Regions from separate parts of the Mus musculus genome. Here regions 1, 3, 4, 5, 6 and 7 are each linked to region 2. Evidence: chromatin contacts called from public HiCAR-type and promoter capture Hi-C data. All regions are on one chromosome and are shown on one strand. The core of a region is the stretch at or near the end of the contact, and the rest is flanking DNA. Distances in the headings are between cores, read along the strand shown.

The links. Promoter capture Hi-C pulls out the DNA fragments that hold promoters and counts their contacts. HiCAR-type assays count read pairs that join an accessible place to other places.
Region 1: a HiCAR-type map of astrocytes shows a contact between it and region 2, with 9 times the contacts expected there. The contact joins the promoter of 2610035D17Rik here to the promoter of Kcnj2 in region 2. A contact is called at or near these places in 1 of 39 promoter capture datasets (hippocampal neurons) and 2 of 115 datasets of contacts at active chromatin or transcription factors (astrocytes and embryonic forebrain).
Region 3: a contact with region 2 is called in a promoter capture Hi-C map of liver, with 2.9 times the contacts expected there. The contact joins the promoter of Cep112 here to the promoter of Kcnj2 in region 2. A contact is called at or near these places in 2 of 39 promoter capture datasets (liver and pre-B cells) and 1 of 115 datasets of contacts at active chromatin or transcription factors (astrocytes).
Region 4: a promoter capture Hi-C map of hippocampal neurons shows a contact between it and region 2, with 7 times the contacts expected there. The contact joins the promoter of Cog1 here to the promoter of Kcnj2 in region 2. A contact is called at or near these places in 4 of 39 promoter capture datasets (the C10 cell line, hippocampal neurons, liver and 1 more).
Region 5: a promoter capture Hi-C map of hippocampal neurons shows a contact between it and region 2, with 5 times the contacts expected there. The contact joins the promoter of Fam104a here to the promoter of Kcnj2 in region 2. A contact is called at or near these places in 4 of 39 promoter capture datasets (embryonic stem cells, hippocampal neurons, liver and 1 more) and 1 of 115 datasets of contacts at active chromatin or transcription factors (pro-B cells).
Region 6: a HiCAR-type map of astrocytes shows a contact between it and region 2, with 5 times the contacts expected there. The contact joins the promoter of Sstr2 here to the promoter of Kcnj2 in region 2. A contact is called at or near these places in 3 of 39 promoter capture datasets (hippocampal neurons, liver and pre-B cells), 1 of 115 datasets of contacts at active chromatin or transcription factors (astrocytes) and 1 of 9 other capture datasets (embryonic stem cells).
Region 7: a promoter capture Hi-C map of pre-B cells shows a contact between it and region 2, with 4 times the contacts expected there. The contact joins the promoter of Cdc42ep4 here to the promoter of Kcnj2 in region 2. A contact is called at or near these places in 2 of 39 promoter capture datasets (liver and pre-B cells).

Annotation. Positions count from the first base shown.
Region 1 is chr11:113,199,957-113,203,385 of GRCm38.p6, reverse strand. It overlaps 2610035D17Rik (RIKEN cDNA 2610035D17 gene), which reads left to right and starts at 1,548. Exons shown (of 3, transcript NR_015556.2): 1 at 1,548-2,095. It overlaps 4732490B19Rik (RIKEN cDNA 4732490B19 gene), which reads left to right. Exons shown (of 4, transcript NR_040276.1): 4 at 1-71.
Region 2 is chr11:111,064,400-111,067,993 of GRCm38.p6, reverse strand. Kcnj2 (potassium inwardly-rectifying channel, subfamily J, member 2) reads right to left here and starts at 1,830. Exons shown (of 2, transcript NM_008425.4): 1 at 1,660-1,830.
Region 3 is chr11:108,423,447-108,426,794 of GRCm38.p6, reverse strand. Cep112 (centrosomal protein 112) reads right to left here and starts at 1,529. Exons shown (of 27, transcript NM_001373899.1): 1 at 1,444-1,529.
Region 4 is chr11:113,647,353-113,650,791 of GRCm38.p6, reverse strand. Cog1 (component of oligomeric golgi complex 1) reads right to left here and starts at 1,263. Exons shown (of 14, transcript NM_013581.3): 1 at 917-1,263. The coding sequence starts at 1,231. It also overlaps a transcript of Slc39a11 not described here.
Region 5 is chr11:113,682,570-113,686,101 of GRCm38.p6, reverse strand. It overlaps Fam104a (family with sequence similarity 104, member A), which reads left to right and starts at 1,951. Exons shown (of 3, transcript NM_138598.5): 1 at 1,951-2,240. The coding sequence starts at 2,017. It overlaps D11Wsu47e (DNA segment, Chr 11, Wayne State University 47, expressed), which reads right to left and starts at 1,668. Exons shown (of 5, transcript NM_001361593.1): 1 at 1,391-1,668.
Region 6 is chr11:113,617,095-113,620,580 of GRCm38.p6, reverse strand. Sstr2 (somatostatin receptor 2) reads right to left here and starts at 1,254. Exons shown (of 2, transcript NM_001042606.3): 1 at 959-1,254. It also overlaps a transcript of Slc39a11 not described here.
Region 7 is chr11:113,749,926-113,753,425 of GRCm38.p6, reverse strand. Cdc42ep4 (CDC42 effector protein (Rho GTPase binding) 4) reads left to right here and starts at 1,611. Exons shown (of 2, transcript NM_001163346.1): 1 at 1,611-1,738.

The DNA.
Region 1 (3,429 bases), core at 299-2,798, 2.1 Mb before region 2:
ATTTCCCATTTTATTTTTATGTGCTCACCCGCCACAAAAAAAAAAAATAGAAAAAATAAAGTGTTAGAACCATAAAAGCGATTGGTTTTGCATTGTCTTTTGCAACTGTGACCACTACCTGCAGTTAGTTCTTCTTTCCGTTATATTTTGGGCTTTCTTGTTCTCTTTTCTTCACGTTATTCTGTGCCCACGTGTACTTGTTTACGTGTATACACAGAGCTTTGGCTAGGTTCCTCATATGAAGCAGATGGCACGGCTTTTTCTTTCTGAGATTATATGACCTTGCTTAATATTATCCACTCTAAGCCCATCCATTTTCCTGCAAAAATTTTGAAATTTCAGTTTTCCCTAAGAGCTGAATAGTATTTCATTTTGTATACATACCAGATTCTCATTATCCATTTATCTGCTGATTGACATCTTGATTGAGGCTGGGTTTTTTGCTGTAGCAAATAAAGCATCAATAAACACCGTGTGTGTGTGTGTGTGTGTGTGTGTGTGTGTGTGTGTGTGTGTATGTGTGTGTGTGTGTGTGTGTGTGTGTGTGTGTATGTGTGTGTGTATGTGTGTGTGTGTATGTGTATGTGTGTGTGTGTATGTGTATGTGTGTGTGTGTGCAAAAAACTCTATGGTAGGATATGGACTTCTCTGGGTATATACCCAGGAGTAAAATTTTGGGTCATATGGGCAGCTCTATTTTCAACTTTTCGAGAAATCTCCCAACTGATCTACCTGAACACTGGCTGAATTAACTCCCCCTCCCACCAACAGTGAGTAAGGGCTACTCCCTCTGCCCAGCTTCTCCAATGTGTCCTGACAGACTTGTCGACAACAGTAATTCTCACTGGGGTGGGACAGATCTCATCAGAGTTTTATTTTGCATTTCCTTTATTATCCATCTGAGTTCCCTTTCCTCTTGGCTTTCCTCTCTCTCTCTCTCTCTCTCTCTCTCTCTCTCTCTCTCTCTCTCTGTCAATTCAGTTCAGCTGCCCGTTTCTTGATTGGCAGTTTTACCTCTTTGGTATTTAATGTCTGCGTTTCTTTGCAAATTCTAGATAGTAACCCCTTGTAGCTGGCACAGATTTCCCCCTTCTGTGGGCTGTCACTTAACTCTACAGGTTCCTTTGCTTTCCACAGCTTTTTGTTTTCATGCAGCCTTGAGTTGATTTATTTACAAGGTGAAAATATGCAATCCAATGTATGACTTTGTCTCCTTTGTCAAAAATTAAGTGGCTGTTTAGTGTCAGTTGCTTTTGACAGTATTTTATCACAGCAACGGAAAAGAAACTAAGGCAACGAGATAACTTCTAGAAGAAGAGATAAATTCCAGAACAGAATGGAATCTCTTCGTTACAAAGTTTGCGAAGGGAGGTAGCTGTGGTGAGTCTACCCTTTGCCAATATTCTCCATGAGCGGAAGGAGTAAGAAGACAAAACTACAACTCCCAGGATACCATTCGGCCAATCGACCACTTTACTCCGCCCTCTGGCCGTGCCCACCCGCAAACCCGTCTCTATAAAAAAGGCTGGAATGGCCCAACGGCTCGCAGAGCTCAGTGGTGGCGCAGAAAGTGTTCACTTCTTCTGTTTCGGGCTGTACGCTGTGGTTCTGCGCCTCCAGGGCTTTGCTGCCTGGCGAGCGTCCTCCCTGTACCACAGGATCCTTGCCCGACTACAAACCCGAGGCTTCTATTAGGATAGTCTGGATTCGCCATAGGGGTTTCTCCTAGCGCGGATTGTGTGTTTGCGTTGGCGATGCTCATAGAAGAAAGGCGCAGAGCTGTACGAGGAGGCGGGATGCACGGGTCAGAGCCCTCGGTGGCCTCCGCCCGCTGCTCTTGGCGCCGGTCCGCTCCTGGAGATAGCGCGGCAGCCGCCTGGGAGGCGAAGCGCGTAATCTCCGCGCTACCCACGCGGGGCCGCGGCGTGGTGGCCGCACTTTGGCTTTGGGCGCTGGATGGACAGTGGGGTAAAGGGTTGGGGTTCCCCTAACGTGGATTACTTGGTGCTTATCAACTGGATTTAGAAGACTCTCGACCTGGTCTCCATCATCCGTGGGTTGTCTTTCCATCTCCCAGCCGCTCTTTCACCTGGAGGTAAGTTTCCCCCCCGCAGTGCGCAGTTGTGGATTTGATTTGCCCTTCTTTAGCCTTGTGTTGGTTTTTGAAGGTTTAAGGATTGACGTCCGGGAAATCATTTTAGCAACCCTCAGGTGGACCCTACTAGCTCAGATCTCTGTAGTCAGCGGCTGTTCTGGGCTCATCGTCCTGTCCTGCGGCATGGATAAGCCATTGGTTACCCCGCGCCAGGACAGAGAGCGCCTGCCTTCTTGGCACTTGCCTTTTGGCAGGGTTGGTCCTTTGGGACCCTTTGCTTTGCTAGCCATGCCTCTCCAGGAAGCTGCCCATTGCACGCAGCGGGCTGCTGAGGCACAGTGTTTGCAAGAGGCCACGGGGGCTGGGTAGCCGTGGGAGCGCTTGGTGGATACTGCATTATTTTCAGGACTGGGCTGCTGTGGAGTTGATGGAGAGATGGGTATTGGCCACCATGTGAGTACAGTTTACCAGGGCAGGAATTTGGTCCAGTGTTTGCACCTACCATCCTCCTCCTCTTGGTGTGACTTTTATGATGAAGAAGACTTTTGCCTTAGGTCTTGAGACATAACTGTAAATCATAGGAGTCAGTACTCAATAATAGGTCTCTCTCCTCCTTGTCCTTTTGTGATTGCGTTGTAGTAGGGAGGTTGGTACCTGTCACGAGGTTGTCTGAGAGTAGGTGTTTGTTGAATGAATGATAGAGCTTCCCCACCCTAAATTACACCAGGTTCCTCTGTTTCCTTTTCCCTCCTGGGCTCTCACCCTTAATTCCAGAACTTTCCCCCTGGTCCTGGTTTCCTGGGGACAATTTCCAGATATGGATTTCTTCTCCCCTCCCCCACCGATCCCTGTCAGCAGTCCTGAGGTGTTCTTTTGGAACGTGTGTGTGTGTGTGTGTGTGGTGGTCCATTTCCCACCCCAGAACTCCCTCCAACAGAGGAAGCTATTCAGCCAGGGACTGGCTTTGGTGAGTGCCCAGGAGCCCTGAGGTCTCAGTCAGCACCTGCGCAAGGAGGGCAGGCTAGGCAGCATAGGAAGAAAAAAAAATGTTTTAAATGAAGTATTATGAGTCTTGACTGTCCTGCAGAAACTGGGGTCCTGCTGCCCCTGGTTCCACCCAGGTGCTTGTGGATGCCCAGGCTGGTTCTGGACGGTTCTCCAGTAAGAAGCGCTGTGTATCTAGCATTGTGGCGACCGGACGCTTTCTGCCAGGTGCACGTTTCTGTAGTTTCTTGTTGTATGGGGACGGGGAGAATGGGTCCTGGAGAGATCGTCTGTGGGTCCTTGGTCAGTGAGACTGGTTTCAAAGGGCCTCTTCTAGGGTCAGGCTGAGG
Region 2 (3,594 bases), core at 581-3,080:
CTGCAGAGCAACCTCTGTGAAGCTCAGTAAACAGAAGGGAGGGGGAAGGACAAGTGCAGGGGGCGGGGGGTGGGGGGGTGAGACACCCATTTATATCTGTGTGAGTGTTGCCTCTAACATTGAGACACAGCAATGTTTGTGGCAAACTCTAGGCATGTGTACATGTCAAGGACAACTTGTGTTTAGCAAACAAGAATTTATATCTTTTTAAACGTTTTGAAATGGTACCACCCTTCAGGTAAAGATGGGTGAGGGACAAGCTTCTAAACTACTCAGAATTCAAAGAAAGACAGCTGGCCAGAGAGTTTCTACAAGGAGTGTCTGAAAGGGGCTGACTGCTTTGTTTGTGTTTGCTTGTTTGTTTGTTTAAGTAATTTCACAAAAATGCAAAACAAGATCCTTTACAGCTGTCAATCATGTAACAAAATAAATACCACAATATGAAGTGAGAGGCACAAAACAAATTGAGATGACCTTGACCCTGACTGTCACTGTTCCCACCATACTTGAAGTAACCTATTTTTCTCCTGAGCGTTGGGAAGTGAGTGTGTGTGTGTGTGTGTGTGTGTGTACTCAACTATGTAATGAAAATAAAAATAAAACCCTTAGATGTGGGTAAGAAGAGAAAGACAAGTGTAATGGTAGCTCACAGTGCACCTACAGAGCTGGTTTCCAAGAGGAAATACGACTGCCTATTAATTATTAATAGGAAAAGACAACAAATGATTAAAGGAGATATATTAATTCTCTTCTGTGCTTAACCAAAACAGGTTTTCAAGCAATGCCTTTATTTACTGCCAGGTATCTTCGGAGTTTGTGAAAATCTCTAGAATGGATAACCTCATCCAAATCTCCACTGACAGACTGAAGCAGACGGACGTGCGACTACCCATTTCCTAACTTGGTTTTTCCCTCAACTGTCATAGGAGTACTAGTTATGATGCAGTCGTTTTCCTCCCTGAATCAAGTTGCTTCGATCATTGCTTCCCTTAAACCACACTGTCTTCAAATGAGGAATTTACACCATTATTACTAAGAATAGCAAAGTACTTAGGGGAGACCGACATCGGATGGGAAAGTTTTGCGGTCTTGAAGCTAAAATCCAACTCTGGCTGCTACTTTTTTCCTTTTTTTCTCAGCAAAGGAACTTTGAGACTTGAGAAGCTCACTCTGGAATTTTGTGCTGTATCTGTAGCAAGGACTCCCCCTCCCCAAACACCAAGGATCTAGATTAAGTGCTAAGTCTCTTGGTCCGATCAAGCCCCAGTCTCCTTCTCTTCCTCCCTCTCACCCGCAATAAGAGGAAGAATCCACGCCAGGCTCGCGCTTGACTCTAAACCCAATATCTCCCTACAGCTGGTGCATTGGAAGTTATGAGCACAAACAGATGCTGCAGAGAAATCTGTTTCTATTGCTCAACTCTTCCAAGCGTGTCTCAGTATTTTTAGCTCTGAGGATGTTCTGGTGCGCACACAAACTATATAGGCAATGAGCCGGGACTCCAAAGCTTGCGGGAGGAAAGCATTAACAGCAGCCTGACAACTGGGCACCTCCGGAGCAGCCGGAGCTGTAGGGTAGAGGACTGTGGAGCAAGTTCATTGCCCTGGACACACACAGACAACCCAGAAGAGAACAGGAAGAAAACACAGAAGCCCTTACCTGTTGCTGGTACAGGATCATGGGGACATGGAGTGGAAGTGGGGATTACAGAAGCATGTAAGATCCAGTGGTTTTTGTGAAAGAGAATGAGCCGAAGCAAGTGAGAATTCCCAAGACACTGCTTGCCGGTGCTGGGAAGGCTGCGCGCTGGCCAGGGCTCCAGTGCGCTCTGCGATAGCCTGGAGGCGGTCCTTGTGATAACCGGCCTTGTTGGCTCCGCCCTCTGCCCACTGTTGGCCAATCGGAGCGCACGTGGCTGCGCTTCCCCCGCCCCGGGAACCGCCATCAGGAGGAGGAGGAGGAGGATCTCTACACCCGCGGACCCTGGCTCTGCCAGCCTCGGAACCTGCTGTGGCTTCCTCTACCTCCTCCAGCTGCCTAGCCTGGTCTGAGAGTCCAGCTCTGGGCTGAGGAGGAGGAAGTCGCGGCCCAGAGGGTACAGCAACAGGTGGGAAGCTCAGCCTCCATGCGGCTGCCTAATTGCAGCCTGGCCTTGGGCAAAGCTTCCTACTGGGTTCTGTGAGACCCACACTTCCCGGTTTCTTTCCACAGTGGAGGCCGGCTGTACGTGTTCCTGTATAAGGGCCCGAGAGGTGTCAGTGCCTGGGAAAGACGTCTACAGCAGGGAGGGAATAAATAACCACTGGGGTGCGTCTCCCTCCAGCCCTTTTCCAGCCTGTAGACTGTGGAAACCCACAGAGCACTCAACTGCAGCTTGCGGATAATCCTTAAATTAAACCTGGAAAGGGTCCCGGGACCCGCACTCAATACCCTGCAAAATTTAGATGTGCTAGCGATTGCTTGTCTGACTGGGCCGTTTCTCCTCGCAAATGATGGTGAATTACTTACAAAAAAAAAAAAAAGAAAAAAAATGCGCCTAGACTTCTCTGGGATGTGTGGGGGAAGGGAGGGAGCCGCTGGTTCCTTTCGCCTTGTCCGCCCTCGCCCTCGATCTTTCTCTCCACCACCGCCCGGCAAGCTCTGCTCATGTAAAACCAGAACAATTAGAGAGTAATGAATTCTCTGGAACAGCAACTCCTACAGACTCTCAGCTCTGCCCTCGCTCCAGCGCCTCCCCGTCCTCCTTCCCAGCAACCAGGCAAGAGTACTGCAGACCTTCAAAAACCAGCCTCGGTTAGCACCTGCATCCTGACAATTTATAAATGAATTCTCCACTGAGTGTGTAAAGCAGGTGCATGTTATCTCTGAGTACATTGGTATCGTAGCGAAGCTTTGCTTTTAAAATGACATGATGCGTTTAGGAGTCTTTTATCTTCCACGGAGTTTTGCAGTCCGGTTTAATGAATATGCTTCAAGCACCCCAAAGCATCTGCCTACCTTTAACTTAAGCCCGTAAAGACTGCCTTGAGTCACCAAACAACCTCTACAAAATATTTCGCGTTCTAGGTGGTAGGAGCAGGGCACACTTTTATGTGTACGAGTGTTGAAAGGAGCCGTTCTGAGCTGCTGAGTGGATACCCACCTCCTAGTCCCACATCCGCACTTGGCCCCTAGGAGGTGCTGGTGAAATGTGCATAGATTTTCATTTTACCTTAAGAAGCCTGCCTCTTTTCCTAGCATGAGCAATACACTTAAGAGGGTGCAGAATGGATCATGAAAGCCCTGGGACTCTTTTGATATCCAAATGGCATTTCATTTGCTGAGGCTGAATCCCCATCAAGCCCCAATACTGAGGGTTGCCATTTAAGCCCTTGTATAATGGGATATTTTTTCCCACAAGGAAAGTCTTCTTTATCATATATTAAGTCATATATTATTTATAAATAGCTTGGGTTAAATCTGCAAAGATGACTATATTAGAACCCAGGTTGTAGCCTGAAGCGAAATGAATCCAGAGACGGAAAACGTTAACTCTTCCTTGACCAAGGCATAGAAAAGGAGTTAACAGCTCATTGATTTTTTTTTCTTCCTTTC
Region 3 (3,348 bases), core at 280-2,779, 2.6 Mb after region 2:
TTAACTCATTAGTCTCGCCTTTAAAAAAAATCCATTTCTTTGTGGACAGCTATGAAATATGAAATGGGCTAAGACCTTCTTAGGGTTCCTGGCTGCCACAGAAGTCAGCAAACCTCAAGCAAGCCAGCAATAGTAACATCCTTAAAAAGGAGAGACACACTTCATATGCAGAGCATGCCCCTCGCCAAGCGCAATCTATTCCTGAAAGTTGTGTAAATGCTTTTTGTTCCATCAGATTATATGTTGAGTATATTGTGAAGAATAACACAGAAGCCCTGAAACGCCAACAAATCAACAAGGGTTACCCGGGCACATTTGGGGGTTTTGGTTGTTTTGCCTTTTTTGAAGGAAGGGGGGACAGAAGCCTTCCCAGAAGACACTGGGCTGCCAGCTAAGCTTAATCAGGGAGCCCAGGTCCAAGTGAGAGACTCTCTTTAAAACAAGTTGGACAGTTCCTGAAAATATCTGAGGTCAAGACTATGAGTGTCATAACTGTATCCCGGCATGTCATCAAATGCACCTAACTTGACAGGAACAGTTCCCATTGTCCTTTACAGGCCTGAAGCTGGGGCTTAACAGTGTGCAGGACCTGACCCAAATCCAAGAGACAATCCTGGACCTGAATACTGCACAATTATCCTCCTCTCCGCTTTGCTGGGCATTGGAGAGGTGGTCGCTGTGTAATGAGGTTCACTGGCATTTTGATTGCCTTTTCTATCTTACTTTCATGTATCTTTAAATAGGAAATGCAAATCATAAAAATACCAGCATACTGATGGGGGGGGGGGTACTCAGGAGGCAGAGGCAGGTGGATCTCTGTGAATTCCACTCTGTCTCGAAGATGAAACAAAGGTCAGCGGTCCTATTTATTTGCTCTCTGGATCACTACACTCTATGTCCCCACAAAGGGCAAGGACTCCAGGCTGGGTCCCCAAAGGGCAGGGACTCCAGTCTGGGTCCTTGCAAGTTCACTGTTCATCAGGACTTTCTCGGAGTCGGCCTGCAGTCTGATTCTCCTCCTCTGACTGATCTGACAGCACCTAAGAACTGCAGCGGTCCGGTTCCTGGCGGTCACTTCCTCCGCCCGAGTGGGCACCGGGAGCGGCGCCTGTGTGGCCCACCCAGGCCCGGGCCGCTCTCCTACCTGCTCCAGGACACAGACCTCTTCTCACAACCGCAAGCCCCCTACCTCGGGGTTCTGGGTCCCGCCATGCCGCCTGCCCAAACTTTCCTGAGAACTTTTCCCTGGCCGTCGCTCGGCTGCTGACCCCGCCGGCGCGCGCGCCACACAGGCCGCAAGCGCGGGTCCCGGGCCTGCGGGCGACGCCCCTCCCCGGGCCAACCCGCACGCGCGGGGGCTCCATCCCGCGCAAAATTCCACTCAGAACCTGGGAGTAGGAGGCGGGTGGGGATTGTCGATGGGAGAAACAAGAGAGAGAGAACCTGGCGCCCCAACAAGCAAGCCGTCCACTCGGCCGCCGACGCCCAGCCGCCACAGCCAAACGGTTTCAAATCCTTGCGGGCCGTCCAGCAAACCGGGGGCGGGACTAGCAAACTCGCCTGTCCCGCCCCCTCGAGCTGCGGCTGGCATTCAACTCTGTTGCCATGGCGACGCTCCGGGTTAGGTCTGTCACTGCTCCTCAAGTCCGAGGGGGCGGGAATTTCCGCCCTTCGGGCAGTTCGCATGCTAAGGGCGGAGACTTCCCTCCTCACTGTTTCCCCACCCTCCGAGAAATGGCGCCAGCAAGCAGCTCCGTTGCTATGGTAACTGTCTAGTCTACTGCGCAGGCGCCGAGCTCGTGGTTTTAGCCCATCTCCCCAGAACGGTTAGTTTCCAGGCTTAATCTTCTGTGATCCCTGGACTATACAGTGGATGCTGCATCTTCCTGACTTCTTACTCAGTCGCTTGTGAGCACTTTAAAGATTGAGGAGAAAGAACAAGAAAAACTCAAAAGTGATGGAACTACTGGACAGTAATTGGCAGAAAAGCCTGTCGTTTGAACAGACATCACCGTTGAGTAAGTCCGAAGCATGAAAATTTACCCTTGTTAGTTCACACTCCAGAGGTGAATTATTCAAAACAACGAGCAGGATATTTACATTTGTTATTTAGAACCATCATAAGTCTGAAAACACTAACCCTGCAAGATCCTGAACTGAAATTTAAAAGCTTTCTGTTTAACACTCTGTACAGAATAGTACCATCAAGTAGGGGAGAAAATGTATTTTTGCGCTTCCCAGGAAGTCTGGTGGACCTCGGGCGGTCAACTTTGCTGTGTACTGGTGTTCTTTGATCTTTTACGTTTCTGGAAGCTCTGAACTGGATAATTTAAAATACCAACAGAAACAAAATTTAAATTGTAAAAAACACTCCCTTCAATGAAATGCAGTGTGCCGCTGCTTTTCACCTAAGTTCACAATAGAATCCCTCTGCAGAGTCTTTGCGATGCACTCAGTGTGGTGCCAAACCTCAATTGAAGCACAGCTTGAAGCATCTTTTCAAGTTTACATAAGGAAAGTAGAGGAGTCGCTTGTTTGCAATTAGCTGTTTTCAGCTTCCAGAAGAAGACTACGTTCTTTCAAGGTGCACTTTGGAATCCACCTCCCTGGAAGAGACAGCAATTGTTCATTATTTCAGAGGCAATTTGTACTACAGAAGAAAGAATGCTTTCAAGAATATTTGGTTTCCAAAAGCATTATTTGAGCACACTCGCAGCTGAGCGATTGTCCCACAATCCAGATCGTTGGTACTAAGAATCAGATTGTAAAACCCACGTATGCAGAAATGAGACGAGTCAGAGACCACTTGGAAGAGGTGCACTTACTGATCAAAGGATACAGACTTCCAAGTAGAAGAAAGAAATTCAAGAGGACTAAAGTCACCATTCAACGTGGTGACTATGGGCCATAACTATATTGTACATTTTGAAGGATGACTTTAAATCTATATTTATGGACAGAAAACTTAGCAGTGTACAATTAACCTAGTTCAGTGGCAAGTTCTTTTCCAGCTTGAAAATGGGAACCATAGGTCACCCAGTGGTGGCAGATCTCCTTGTACCTGGCTTTGTCATTGGTCCTGATAGCTTCTACCAGCTTATCTTTTGTCTCACGAGTTAATCTGGGTGCAGGCCACAGTGGTGCGTGCCTTGCTGTGGGCCAGCCACCCCAGCTTGGCCTTCTCTTTGATGCTGCTGCACGGAATCCCCACCTTGTGACACAGGGCAGGCAGGACAACCAACAGCTCAGTAGCATCTACATTGTGTGCAATCACCAAGAGTGGAGCTTTCTTATTCTCTACCTTTTTGGCTCCTGCTAGAAGAGCAGGTGGTCTCCTCTGCCAACAGC
Region 4 (3,439 bases), core at 14-2,513, 2.6 Mb before region 2:
ATTAGAATGTAAACTTCAAGAACATCTTGGGAGGCTCCTGTTTATGATTTGAACGGAGAGGGCATTCCCCCAGAAATGCACCAGCCATAACCATGAAAATCAATCCATTTCTAAGACTGGGCTTACATAGTTGAAGCTAGCCAGCTAAGTCTGTCCATTTGGGAAGGGGGCTGTACTTAATGTGTAGCTTAGGGAGTGACAGGCTGACAAAGTTCCAACCTTCTTTGCCCACGTTCATTATACTGCCCTAGTTTTTTTGGCTTGGATTTTCTGACACCTAAGTAGCGCAAGAAAGCTGGCTCCACATGTGGGCTAGTGTGCTTTTGTAATTTCTTCTTCTGTTACAGTAAGTTCTCCTAGGTTAAAAACTATTTACCCTCGGCGCCCTCTGCTCATTCCTAAGCCAACACCCAATGTCAGAATTCGATCCGCATCGGGTCTTAAACGTTTCATGGGAGGACATCAGGATACCCTGAGTTTTTTAAACCAGCCTGAAATGAAACTGCTCACCTATTAAAAGGGGGAGGGTCTGACGGCTGAGGCTACCCTCCCCCAATTCTCCAGGCTCGGTCGGGCTCAGGGTGGGATGGGGAATGAATGAATGACTTTGACAGGAAGGTGTGAGCTAACGGGAGAGATCTGACAGTCGAGAGACCCCTGGCGTTTTCAGTTAAAAGGGAAGGAGAGCGCAGCGAACCCACGGGAGGCGAGGGAATCGTCCGGAAGTCCGGGAAGGCTCCCGGAGCAAAAGGCCGGCTGGCTTTTCGGCAGCGGACCAGCGTCCCGAGGAAGGCCCGCAGACGCCTCCCGGTAGCCCGCGGCGGCGAGGGGCGGGCTCCTCCGGCGGAAGGTGAGGGGTGGGGTCCGCCGGGCGGCGGGGGCGGAGGGACGTGGCGGGTTCGGATCCCGGACTGACCTGCGGGGCCCGTGGGACCCGGGGCGCCACGGAGCCGGCCTGGCGGAGGCGGGCGCAGTATTGATCGGTGGCCTGCACGGCGTCCACCAGGCCCTCGGCGCAGCGGCGCATCTGGCCGATGGTGTCCGCCGCCTCGATCAGGTCGCGGTACCGCTCGCCCACCATCTGCCGCAGCTCCTCCTTCTTGTGTTCGATCTCGGCTCGGACCTGGCGCTCCAGCCCGCGGATCTCCTCCGCTCCATGAGTCTCGAAGAGCGCGTTGGGATCGCGCAGATCCAGCCGCTTGAGCGCGGAGGAGGCGGTCGCGGCCGCCATGGTGCTAAGCCAGGGATCCGCCGGCCGCTTCCGCCTGCCAGCCCCGCCCCGCCCTCCCGCCATCATGGATGGGGGCGGAAGTGCTTCCGCCAGGTCGGGAGCCTCGGTGGTCCCAGGGACTGAGCCTCGGTGGCAGTGCTGCTCTCCAGAGCTTATTTTTTACTGTTACAATCTCCCTTCTCTCTCCTTCACTCTTCCTTCCTTCCCTCTTCCTCCCCATTCTCACCCTATGTAGGTGGAGTACGTGCGACAGAAACAGATGCGCGCGGAGGTCATAAGTTGCAGGAGGCTCACTCCTGCCATGAGGATCTCAGTATAGAATTTTAGATGGAATTTTATCGGCTTTGGCGGCAATCGCCTTTGCCTGCTGTGCCATCTCGCCTACCCTGAGCGCTCGTTTCCTTAGAGAAGCGAAATAGTTAAGGTTGTACTTGGTGGTCAAAGTCTTAGTGGCCCGGAGCCCCTTGCGTCGCACCCAAACCCTTTCCTGGGGAGGGAAGAGCTTCACCGTGGGGTTCATTATGGTAAAGATGCACGTATGGTCGTGTTGCTGTCGGTCTTACATGCATGCACGCTTTTGCCTTCGATAGACCATCACAGCAACCAGGACTGGGCCTTGGGACTCTTCCCTTAGGACTTGGCAGCTGGAGATCTGAGTGACGGCTGTGGTCCACCTTGTTACCTGGGTCTTCTATTTTATTTAAATATTGTTTAGTGGCCACAAAATGGGTTTCCCTGTTACAGGCCTCCTGTGGTGGAGAACGATGGGGAGTCCATGATGCCAGAGGATTGGACATCCTGAGATTGACCCAGTAAGAAAACCTGGACGTTCTGGCTTGCTGTTCATAAGTCCGTTCAGGGCCCTTCGTTTTGGAAAAGTTTGCTGAAGAATTCTTTCCTATGTTAACACAGAGAAAACAGTATTGTGTGTTCAGCAGCCCTGTACCACAGACAGCCTCTGGGTTTTCTCTCCCGTTCACCACTGCCACTACTTCGAGGCAAATGTCACAGCAATAGATTGATATCTAAATAAGGGGGTTTACTTACGACATTCCAGCAAGAAGAGTCCCTGCTCTATGCACAACTGAAGCCCAGGGAATTTTACTTACCTCGGGGAAGGGGGTTAACTCAGAACTCAAGCCACTTGGCTTGAGATACCGCCTACGCGTCAGAGTTCCCCCAGCACAGCGCGCCCCCTGGTGGCGCAGCGGTGACGTGCAGTCCTTTCTATAGTCCCGCGCTACCGGCTGCTTTGGTGCTGTTTTGCTTCTGAGCCTGCAGAATCTGTCTTCCGTGTTTGGAAGCGCTTCTCTGTCAGGCAGAAACTTTCCCCAGGACTTCTTGCACCTACTGTGCCAGCCTGGGGCCTGGGACTGGTCCACAAGACCTTCTTGGGCCTTTGAAGGCAGCGATGCCCTGGTGCAGGGATTTCAGCCTTGTAGAGGCTAGGTCTCACCCACAACACCTAGTGTGCAGGACTGGCAGGGACAGTGGCTGCAGCTGTAGTTTCAGGTGCCAGCGCTGGTGATGGGTATCTGCAGGTTGGATCACCCTGTGGTATACCTTGGATTAGGAATGTTCGCCCTCTCTTTGCTCCTGTCTCTTCAGCTTAGTTGCACATCCTGCCCAGCAGCTCACTGTGTTATCAATACATCCATTTTCTCTGAAAATCAGAACCGTGGTCTGTAGCTTGCCCTGGGAGCCTAACACTTATTCCTCAAGCTTCCAGTTCCCCAAGAGTTAGTAAGCTAACACCTTTCCTACACTGAGGGGAACACGATAGGCTATGATCAGTTCCATGTGGGACTAGGGGCTTCTTGTATGATGGCTTTGGCAAAGGCCACTCTGCCCAATGTGTTTTGAGACCGGCATTTGCTTTTCCGTCTTTTGTGCTGTTTCCTTGGCTGAGTTCATCAGACCTGCCTGAAGATGCTACGGTTGCCTCTCTGCCTGCAGAAGAACTGCTGCTCGGGGCTGTTTCCAGATGTCTTCTCAGCCTGGGCACTGGGAAAGCTCCCCAGGCCTTTGGGAGATGTGTCCTTGGCTCTGCTCTCTAAGGCTCCAGGTTTTACTTCTGCACCCAGAGAGCAGCCCCCTCCTTTCCTGATGCTGTCTGCCTATCAGCCAGAACTATCCAAACCAGCAACTGGGCCAAGAGCTCAGCCCAAGCAGCTAGAGGAGTCACTGTGCCAGGATGTTGGGGACAGA
Region 5 (3,532 bases), core at 702-3,201, 2.6 Mb before region 2:
AAAAAACCCCCCAAAAAAAACCAAAAAAAAAAAAAAGTACATTACACACTATATCTATCTCTTGTTATTCTCTGGAGTTGGGAAAGGAGAGGGTTGAATTACAAAGCTCGCCTGTGAGCTATTACTACATCTTTAAAATTCCAAAGGCCAGGAACCATCTCTCCTGGGGATGACTCCATTCTCAAAATCTACTACCACAAAGCATATTGTGTACCCCTGAATGCTCTGAGGAAGCTAAGGTGGTTTAATGGCAGCCTGGACTACACAGGGAGATTGTCTCTCCATCAATGCCCACGCAGACACACCTCTACCACTGACGCTGGTATGTGACATTTGTTGAACGAATAAACATGTTTACTATAACTATTTAATACCGTGACTGAAAATACCTCCTGGCCAGTAAATAGATTAAAAAAAATAAAAAACAAACAAACCCCCCAAACCCTGAGTCTGAAACCACTTTACAAGATAAAAATCCATTTGTTTAAAGCAACCATTACTTTATCGTTCATAAAAGGCACACCCAAACTGTTTCCCACCGAGTGCACCATAAGTCTTCTGTTAGTGAGAATGCACTGCCGCACTGAAGGGCACACGACAAAGACAATACATGGGCTTTCCAGTTTTTTTGTTTGTTTTGTTTTGGAGACAGGGTTTCTCTGTGTAGCCCTGGCTGTCCTGGAACTCACTCCGTAGACCAGGCTGGCCTTGACCTCAGAAATCCGCCTGCCTCTGCCTCCCAAGTGTTGGGATTAAAGGCGCGCGCCACCGCCGCCCGGTTGGACTTTCCAGTTTTAACGGTAGACTTTTTTGAGATGATGGGGTCTTACCTGGTAGCCTTGTCTTCCCTGGAACTCTCACTAGGTAGACCAGGATGGCCTTGAACTCACATAGATCAGCTTGCTCTGCCTCCTGAGTAGTGGGATTAAAAGGCGTGCATTACTACGCCAGACTCTACACCCTACACTTTAACAGGGGTTTCGTTTTCCTGCCTGACCTCTTGTCGACTCTCCTAAAGACCCCCATGCTTATGGATCACTGTTCACGTTTGGCAGAAACTCTGAATATCAGTTTGTGTAAGGTGGGGAGCTGATAGTACTGAGTCCTAGACAAAGAACTGGATTATGCTCCTGACAGAGAAAAGGGAATGCGTCTGACAACCAAAGTTAAGACTTCCCCAAGTCTTAGAGTACACGTATTCTGGTGGTGGTGGTGAGATCACATGGGAGACAAGGTCTCAAGTAGCCCAGGCTGGCTTCGAACTTGTTACACAGTCGAGGATGATTCTGACCTCCTGGTCTTGCAGCTTCTCCTCCCAAGAATGGGGATGACAGGTGTGCGCAACTCACGGCGGGCAGGGACCTCGCGATTCGCCACTGATCAAGCTCACCTCGCCAGCCGCGAGGCAGCTCCGTCCACACCGCCGCGTTCCCACGCCTGCCGGTCTCCCCCACACCTCTCGGTCCGGCCTCTTCCAGCAGGTGGGCGTGGCCCTTCCCGGTACGGAACTCCGTTATCCCGTTCGCCTGTTCCGCACTCCTCTCTTGACCTGCAACAAAGGTCGCGGAAAAATAGCCCAGCCCTTAGCTACTCCATGGAACGGGCTCCGCACCGTTCGGAGACGCGAAGTTCCACGCCGCACACTCTTAGAACCCGGAGCCCACCAACACCTTCCCAACCAGAGGACCCCTGAGCCTGTGGCCGTCCGCGTCTGTGCCTGATGGAGCTCGTCTGGTTCTTTTTAAAATTTTCACCTTAGAGAGGCTTAACGCAGAGACAAGTATCAATGATCGTCAAATAATGTAATTTATCTAAAATCTGGCTTGACTTTTACGTCGTGTCCTGTTTTGTTTTTGAACAGGCGGCTGCCCCGGACACCTAAACGGGGGTCCTGGAAGTTCCCGGTCAGTCTTCCCTCTGGGACCCGCCTCTTCCTGCGTGCGCGGTGATGGGAAAGCGCGGCCGGCGTCCCGCCTCCGCGCAGCCGCAGGAGGACAGTACCACGGCGCCTGCGACATGGGGAGGCGCGGAGGCGACACCGGAAGTGGCTGTGGTCCGGGTCGGCCCGAGGGGGACTCAGCGCCCGCAGCAACCACCCGCGCGGCGGCGGTCAGAGCTCAGACCCGTGCGGGTGGGCGTGGCGGGCGCCGGGACACAGCTCCGACTGTTCGCTGTCGGCGCGGGGCGGCGCCGCGTCGCTCGCCTTCACCAGCTGCCATGAGCGAGCGCCTCCGCCCCAGGTGAGGGAAGGGGGGAACCCGCTTTCTCCGCGGCCCCTCGGCCGAGGATGTGCGCTCTGGAGCCGAGGGGCGGACGGAGCCGGCGGGGTGGTGGTGCGAGGCTCTGGGCTGCGCTGCTCTGCGGTCGGAGGAGGCGGAGGGGAGAAGGTGGCGCCGCCTCTGACACTTGGACCCCGTGGGCAGCCAGGGAGGCGACGCTCTGGAATCCAGGGCTGCCCCTTCTCCGTCTTTTCCTTGTTTTCTTCGTCTTCTGCCCTTTCCGCTTCGGAATGAGGTTTGTTCGGCCCGACGAGACGGACGGTGTGGTCCTTCCTAAATTGAGGCGGGCGGTGGTGGTAGGGGGATGGGAGGGATGGCCGATCTGGAAGAGATGGCTCCCTTCGAGCGAGGCGCCTCGGAGAGGGGACGGGATGCTTCGGGGGCGGGGAGCTGCTGGCGCCCCAAGGTCAGGAGAAAGGCGGGGGTTGGGCTTAACCCCTGCAGCTGGGAGGGCTTAGGGCAGACCGCAGCGCTGTGCCCTCCCTCATCTGATGGACCCGGGTGGGTGGTGACCCACTCTCGGTTGTAGCATTAGCAGGCAGGATTCTAAACAGTTTGGATGAGGGGCCAGTTGGCTGGGAGCAGGGAGGTGGCTAACACCACGAGTTACTCTCAACCCTCACTAGGCGGGCGGCCCCTCGGGGCTTTAGGCCCGATCCAGATGAAGTTTCTTTTCTCCTTATTTTCCGTCTGGGAAGAAGTAAGTTGGGACGCCTTACCTCAGAATGAAGAAGGCTGGCTTTATTTCTTACTGGAAAGTCTCCTAATAAGATGCTTGACGATCTATCTACATCTACGCTAAGTTGTACTTTTTCATTTCTCTGGTGGAGAACAGAGAACGGATTTAGAGAGACTCATTTATTTATCTAAGTCTATTCAGGCTCGCGGCTCTTTATTCCGTAGTCGTCTCAGGCTTAAAGAAGGTGGATCGTAGGCTTGCTTTTTTATTTTCTCTCATAAATGATTTTACTTATTTTATTTTATGTGTATGAGTGGTTTGCCTGTGTATATGTATGTACATCACGACGTGCGTGTCTAGTGTCAACGTAGACTCAGAGGAGGGCTGGGAACAAAACCCCAGTCCTCTGTAGGACTAACAGGGGTCTTCCGTGGCTGGGCCATCTCCTCAGCCCTGAGTCTTGTTCCTTGCATTCTTTGGTTATGAATGTAATCATTGTTTTGCAAGGCTTCTCCCTGAAACAGTTATTTCATGGGACTGGGGTTCCCCAACATTCTGAGATGACTTGATCCAG
Region 6 (3,486 bases), core at 5-2,504, 2.6 Mb before region 2:
GCCTACCAGACACCTACACACACACACACACACACACACACACACACACACACACACACCCCTCCAAGAATCTGAGGTTGGAACTTGCAGCAGCCCTGTGTAGCCCACCACGATGCTAGAGTGCCCCTCGCCATTGGGGCGAAGGTAGATAAGCGAGGCTCAGGACGATGGAGTTAGTGTGAGGAAAATATTTAGGGTCATAACTCGCTGACTCTGGAAACAACGTGTTCCCTAAGGGATCTTTACCGTTTCTAGGCAGACTGAGGGAGAGTGGATTGCGGTGCCTGCAATGTCCAGCTTCGAAACGCAGAGGGGACTGAGGTGCCAGGGGCAGCTAGGAGCGCTGACAGTCGCTTGGGGACCTGACCATTCAGTAGCTGGTTCTCTCCAATCTAGACAGATTCTCTGCCTGAGGGCGGCGGGTGGGGGGGGGGGGGAGGGAGGGGGACCTGACCGCAGACGAATTTGGGCTGCCTCCCCATCAGGGCGATAAAGAGCCCTGAAGAATCTGCTTTCCTTCTTTTTCGGTGACGTCCCCATCACTGTCCCTCCCTAACTTAGGTCTCAGACTGTGGACCCTGTGGTGGCACTTGGCATGTCCCTTCTCCTTTAGCTGGTGTCTCTTTCCTCGGACCAGGGCTGTTTCGCAGGTGGCTAGGAAACAAGTTGTCCCCATCGGACACGCAGGGCACACGCCACGGTACTTGGGCATTTTCTTTGAGAACAAATCCGTCCCAGAACACACTACCTTTCCACCCCAGACACCACGATATGCATCTTTCATCCACCTGTCACCTCCAAAGGCACAAAAACAGAGAATTTGCGCGCCGGGACCAACGTGCAGGTCGCCGGGATCGGCGGTCTATCCCCAGAACAGATGCATGCAGGTGCCCAAAGTGTGCTTGTCCCTCCCTCCATCTCACGGTGACACACGCGTATGCACACTGGCACCCCTCACCTTGGTTTTCCTCGAGCACTCGCTTCCCTGTGTTCTCTAGCACCCAGAAGCTGTTCTTTTACCCAGCTGGGCGTCCAGGAGCACAGCAGGCTTAGCGGGTGTTTGGCGCTCAGCAGTGGCTCCCGGGGCTCCCAGCTTCCTTGGCTGGCTCGTGCTGGCCCTTCTGGCGTCTGAGAGAGCTTGCCCGGGCCCCGAGAGAGCTAGCTTGGCCTGTAGATCATTGACGCCCAGCCGCGGACTGGTGCTCCAGGCGCCGGTGGCCTCGCGAGCGCGCCGGTGGCTGCGCCGCTAGCAGTGGCCCGGGCGGGTGGCAGCCCCTGGGCACACTTCCCCACGCCCCCGCCCGTGACGTCACGGCAGCTTGGCTCCGCCTGCCGGGTCCTGTTGGACCCGGTGAGCAGAGTGGAGAAAACCTGCGGGTGGCCCAGGATAAGACAGCAGACCTTGATGCTGTTGGATGGTGAAGCGATGTCAGTGTCTCCACGACTCCTCCCTATGAGGGCGCGCGTGGCTTTCTTTCCGATTTCAGTGACTCGGTCTGGTTTTACCCAACAAATTCCAGGCAGCTGGTGCGGCGACTTGGGTGACCTAGACTAGCTCCGGGACCTTTAAGACGTGTTCTCAAGTTTGCAAAGCCGTGCCTACCACGGTCCAGTCCCGGGAACAGGGCACAGGTTGCAGAGTCAGGCTAAGGGCAGAGGAAAAAGGGGTGACAGCAGCAAGCGTGTCTCCCGTGCAGGCGCCTGCAGGTGTGCAAGCGCGGGGCACCTGGCTTCAGTTCCTGCAGCCAGCAGGCTCCGCGGGCTCCACCGCTCTCCCAACTGGAGGCCCCGGGCCATGCAGTCTCTTCTAGCTTTAATTTAGCCCGTCAGTCACTGCTTGCTGGTCTGACCCAGCCCCAGCCCAACCGTTCCGCCTACGCGCGCTGTGGCGCTCTGCGGGAGCAAGGAGGGACTCACAAGAAGTGGGAGATGTGTCGCATCAAGTTGCAGCTATTTATTTTTTGACTGTGATGATTCAGCCGATGTTCCAATAGTTTAATAAGTCATAATCAATCCTGTAGCCTCCCTTCCTTCACCTCTTAACACTCCCCCAGAGAGAGAGAGAGAGAGAGAGAGAGAGAGAGAGGAGAGAGAGAGGAGAGAGAGGGGAGAGAGAGGAGAGAGAGAGGGGCAGAGACAGACAGACAGACAGAGACAGTGAGTGCACCCTGGTGGTTTCTAGAACATGAAAAATCAGAAAACAAACCCCCCCCCCCCCGATTAGCTTTCTCTGTGGGTCCTGATGCAGCCATCCTGTTTTTGATCTGCTTGCGGGTTCATCGGGGAAAAGCATAAATCCAGGAGTTGTGTATGTGCGGTGAGTTTTGACAGGGAGCCAGGCAGCAGGTAAAAGCAGCCCGGAATTCTTGTAAGTCAGAGTGTCGCTCACTGGCACCATCTCTACGAGATGTGTGGGCTCTGTGGACTTGATGGAGATTGAAGCAGTGGTTGTCGGGTCCTAGTGTTGTGTGGGTTGGCTTGTCTTTAGGTTTTTTTATGGGCGGGGTTGAAGGGTTGAATAGTGCAGCTCTCAGAACGAGGGGAGTGGCCCTGGGGGAAAGAAGGGGCCCTGAGTGAGCTCAGGCCTCCTCCTCCCTGAGACACAGTTGTTACAATGCCTATTGCCCCCTCTAGTTAAAAACCCTTCCGGGAACAGAGAAGGATGAAGAGCCAGGAAGTGTCCATTCTGAGCTCGGCTCTCTTCGAGTGTCATGAGACCTTGTAAAAGTTCGTCACCTGTTGCTGCAGTTTGTGTATTGTCTAGCAAAATAGCTCATTCAAAAACAGGAACCCCTGGTTCTCAGTAGTTCCTTCTCTCATACACAAGGTGACCCCCAGGGGGCAGTGTACAGGTTTTTTTGGTTTCTGTACTTTTGGTTCCATATCAACACCACCAGCAAAAAAGCAGGCTGTCCTTATCAGCTAAATAATCCTTTCCCAAACAACGTGGGGATCATTTCTGTATGCTCTTAACATGCTGAGCACACACAATAAAATCCACCCTCCGTGCACTTGGGAAGTCTTCCCTCAGCTCTCTCAGAGTCAGGTCTGCCAGGCTCAGCCCCAATGGATAGATGAAACCAGGGCATGCCTATCTCTTTTGCAGCTGGGCCCCGTGAGATCTGAACACTTTGACCTTGAGAGCAGAAAAGGTCATCTAGAACAATTATTGATTTTGTCCGGTCCGGTTGTGTGCCTCTCTCCCCTCCCCCGACCTGTGAATGCCTCCACAGAGCTCTGAGATCACCTTTGGCTTCGCTGCACCGCCCCTCCAGCCTCCAGGTTTGAGTTCCCAATCCTGGTTTGACAATACCCTGCCCTTTTGACACCCACCCAGCAATCTGCCGCAGGCCTGTCCTTCCTCAACAGCTCCTTTAGTAACTATGTAACGAGACCTTGAACCAGAAAAATACACGGGTTGCAAAAGAGATAACCTCCTCACTGGCTTGCTTGGTATCTTTTTTTTTTTTTTAAAGATTTTTTATT
Region 7 (3,500 bases), core at 362-2,861, 2.7 Mb before region 2:
GCCTCCAGTGTGCTGGCATTAAAGGCGTGCACCACATTGCCTGGCAAGAGATCCTTTTATAGTGAGTCTGGCACACCTGGCTGTTGCCAGGTAACTATGGGGTGGAGCCTAGAAGGAATGTCAACAGGTGCTGTACCCATTTGAGAGATGGGAAGGCTTGTGGGCCAGTGAGGGGCAGAGTTGAAAGCCAGAGGCAACACAACTCTCTCCTACTGGTTTGCCCTAGTGCCCTGTTACAGCTACCTCTGACCCACAGACCTGACTCCGACACTGTTGTCTATTCTAAACCACATTTCTCTTTCATCTTGACAACCTCCAGGTGAGGGACCCATACAAGGACAGTCAGAGTAGGGGGAGGAGGTATAAATTCCCCATGGTAACCCAATCACGGTCAGAACCCCAGGGATATCCCCATCCCAAGTTACTTTGGACCCCGTGTTTTAGTTTCACTAATTTTGACATCTCTTTTGGTTGGTGGTGGTGCTGGGCTTGAATTGAACCAGCCTCGTGCTCCGCAGCCGGAACTGGACCCCTAGACCAGACACTGAACTTTTTTTTTTTTTTTTTTTTTTTTTTTTGGTTTTTTGAGACAGGGTTGTTTCTCTGTATAGCCCTGGCACTCACTTTGTAGACCAGGCTGGCCTCGAACTCAGAAATCTGCCTGCCTCTGCCTCCTGAGTGCTGGGATTAAAGGCGTGCACCACCACTGCCCAGCGACACTGACCTTTTAGGTTTGATTTTCACACAATATGGACAGTTTGAAGTTTTCATGGATAGACGGGGAGATGGGGGAGAGGTCGGGGATGGGGTGGGATCCTGAGAGACAGGGTTTCCAGAGGACAGTGAAGGAGCTGAGGGACCGTGAGGCAACTCTGGGGAAAAAGGAGGCTGAGGCCTACACCACCCCACCCCCACTTCCTTTAAGTAGTTAGGGAACTTTCACTTTGGGTTGGCTCCGTTTCCTCTTTATTGACTATTTCGCCCCTGGCTTTTATTGCTTTTAATGATCATTCATAGGTGGGGCTTCCTCTACCCAAGCACGCGGGATTTAATTCCGGGAGGTTCCCTGGGAGGGTACTTAAGAGCCCATGATCACCAGACAGAGCTATCAAAGCCAGGTCACCTTGCTGAAAAGTTCCTCCACTGCTCAGACCGGGTCTGGACTCGGGCGGACCTGCTTCTCCCGCCCTCCAGATGGAGAGGGAATCCACGGAGCCCAAGCTCCTGCTCGTGGTCCAGAAGTGGGTAACGTCCTGGAGGGAGTTGTTTTCTTACCATTGTTCAAAACTGGAAGAGCCAAGAGAGAGCTTCCCCTTGGTTCCTGGGGAGGGGATGTGCTCCTGTTTCTGCGGACCGCACGTCGGTTCCGCGGCAGAGCACTGGGGGCTGTGGGGCGCGACTCCTCAAAGCAAGACCTGCTCTGTCTACCCTACTAGGAGCTTGTGGGGGGCGTCTCAGGCTTTTAGATTTGAACCTGGGAGGCCAAGCAGCCGAGTTGAGTTCCGTGGCAGTCATTGGCTGCTGCGACGGAGTGACATCAGCGCGGAGGGAAATGGGAGGGAGGGCTGGGAGGAGCCTGGGAGGGGAGTGTCCTAGCTTCTAGCACACTCGGAGCCCCGGGAGCCAGAGGAAACAAACGCCGGCGCTGCCATGGGTCGCCAGCCTTGCCGAGGCGCCAAGCACACCGAGGGGAGCGTACAGCCGCACCTGGTCCGCGCTCGGGGAGCTGGGGACCGAGGTAGGCGACGAGCATCCGTTTGTGGCCCAGTGGCCGCGTGAGGCCTGGGTAGGCTCGAGACCCCTGGTGACGTGGAGAAGGTAGAAAGACCCGGGGATGGGGAAGATGAGGACCTAGGAGCAGGGCGCGCGCGCACACAAACACACCCCTCTGTGCCCAGCGTGGGTAGGCATGCCTGGGACCAGACCCAGAGTCACATACCGTGTCCCAGAAAATCATTTGCGGAGGAGGGGGTAACAACAGGGCTCAGCGTCGCCAGTACGCCCCGATCTGGCCACGGGGACTGTTCGGGGTGGGGTGAGTGGGCAGGTTTTAAAGGTCCACCCCCTCGCGCAGGAATGGGGTGTGTGTTGCCGTGGGCAGGCACACAACAATCGGCGGCGGTCGCCCCGAGGGGGGCGTGTGCGCACAGACTTCTCCATGAATAACCGCTGAGTTCGTCGGTAGTGGTAGAGGGGTGTACGCGTGCTCTCCCGTGTACACACACTGCTTTAGGCGCCACCCGGTGTCGCCCGGCCGGGGAGAAAGGAGGGCAAGAGCCGGCTGGAAGGCAATAGCCTAAAGAGCAAATACTCCCCGCCCGTCGGAGCCCTTCCTTCTCCCGCCCCGCCCGCCTCCCTTGGAAGACTTGGAGGCCAAGGCCGCAAGAGGCGCAGGGTGGGGCTGGGCCGAGCTGGCGGTCCCTTAGAAACCTGGGACGAGGCTTTACGCGGGGGGACCTGCGCGCGCGCCCGGTACGTCCGAAGCATGGGGCTCGAGGCTTTTTCAGGGGCGAGTAGGTAGCGGTTGGTTAATGATTTAACCGCTGGCTTGGGACGTTGAAGGCTGCGATCCTGATCTCTGGCTCCTCCCCATTCCTGGAGCGCCCCCAGCCGGAGGAACAAATCTGCCCTCCTGTGTCTGTGGCGTCGTCTGCTGGAGCTGCCTTTCCCCTTTGGGGGACCCCTGGTTGCTGTGGGTGAGTGTCCTAGACTGGCGGGGTGGATGGCGGTTGAGCTTCCTGGGAACAGACCGTAGGACTTGCGTGTGTGCCTGCGGGGGGAGGGGCGCTCCCTCTCTGTTAACTCAAACCAGGTTCCTTGTGTTTGCCCAATGAAATACTGCGGCCTGGGCTTCGGAAGTTTTCTTTTTCTCCCGGGGAGAATGAAAAGGAAATACAATGCTTTCTCTTTTCTTCTTGGCTGGGAACTTCTCCCTCCCCCCCCTTCACCCACCCTCCAACAGTCTCACCTCTTGCAATCTGACCGGCTCCCACGTCTCTCCCTGGGCCGACAGCTCCCATTCTTTGCCCAGGTAGTTGAGCCGTTGAATGAGGAAAGCTTCCTTGTGGGTGTCTTTACTTTGAAACCTCTTGTCCATTCTCGCTGGAGCGGTTGGGATACTTTTCATCCTTACCCCCAGCAACCATCTGGACCCGAGATCTGGGGAGCATAAACAATGAGAGGCCCCTGGCAGGGGGCCTCTGCCTTGCAACTTCTTTGCCCTGTCTGGGTTTCCAGTAACGCCTGCAGCAGCCTCTCCCGCCCCTTTCTGAGGCCTGGCTGGAGGAGGGGGGGACCACCAGTGGGATGGAGTGAATTTTAAAGAACAAAGAACAGGGCCCACAGCATGGGGAACCTTAGCTACAGGTTTCTCCCAGAACTGGGGAGGTGGGGTTGGAGGGACGTGCTGGAGCAGAGCCAGGCCTCTGGGCAGCCCAAGGGCAGTTGGCAATAGTGGGGCATCACTAGAGACCGGGAAGCTACTATGCATGTCAGGGAGC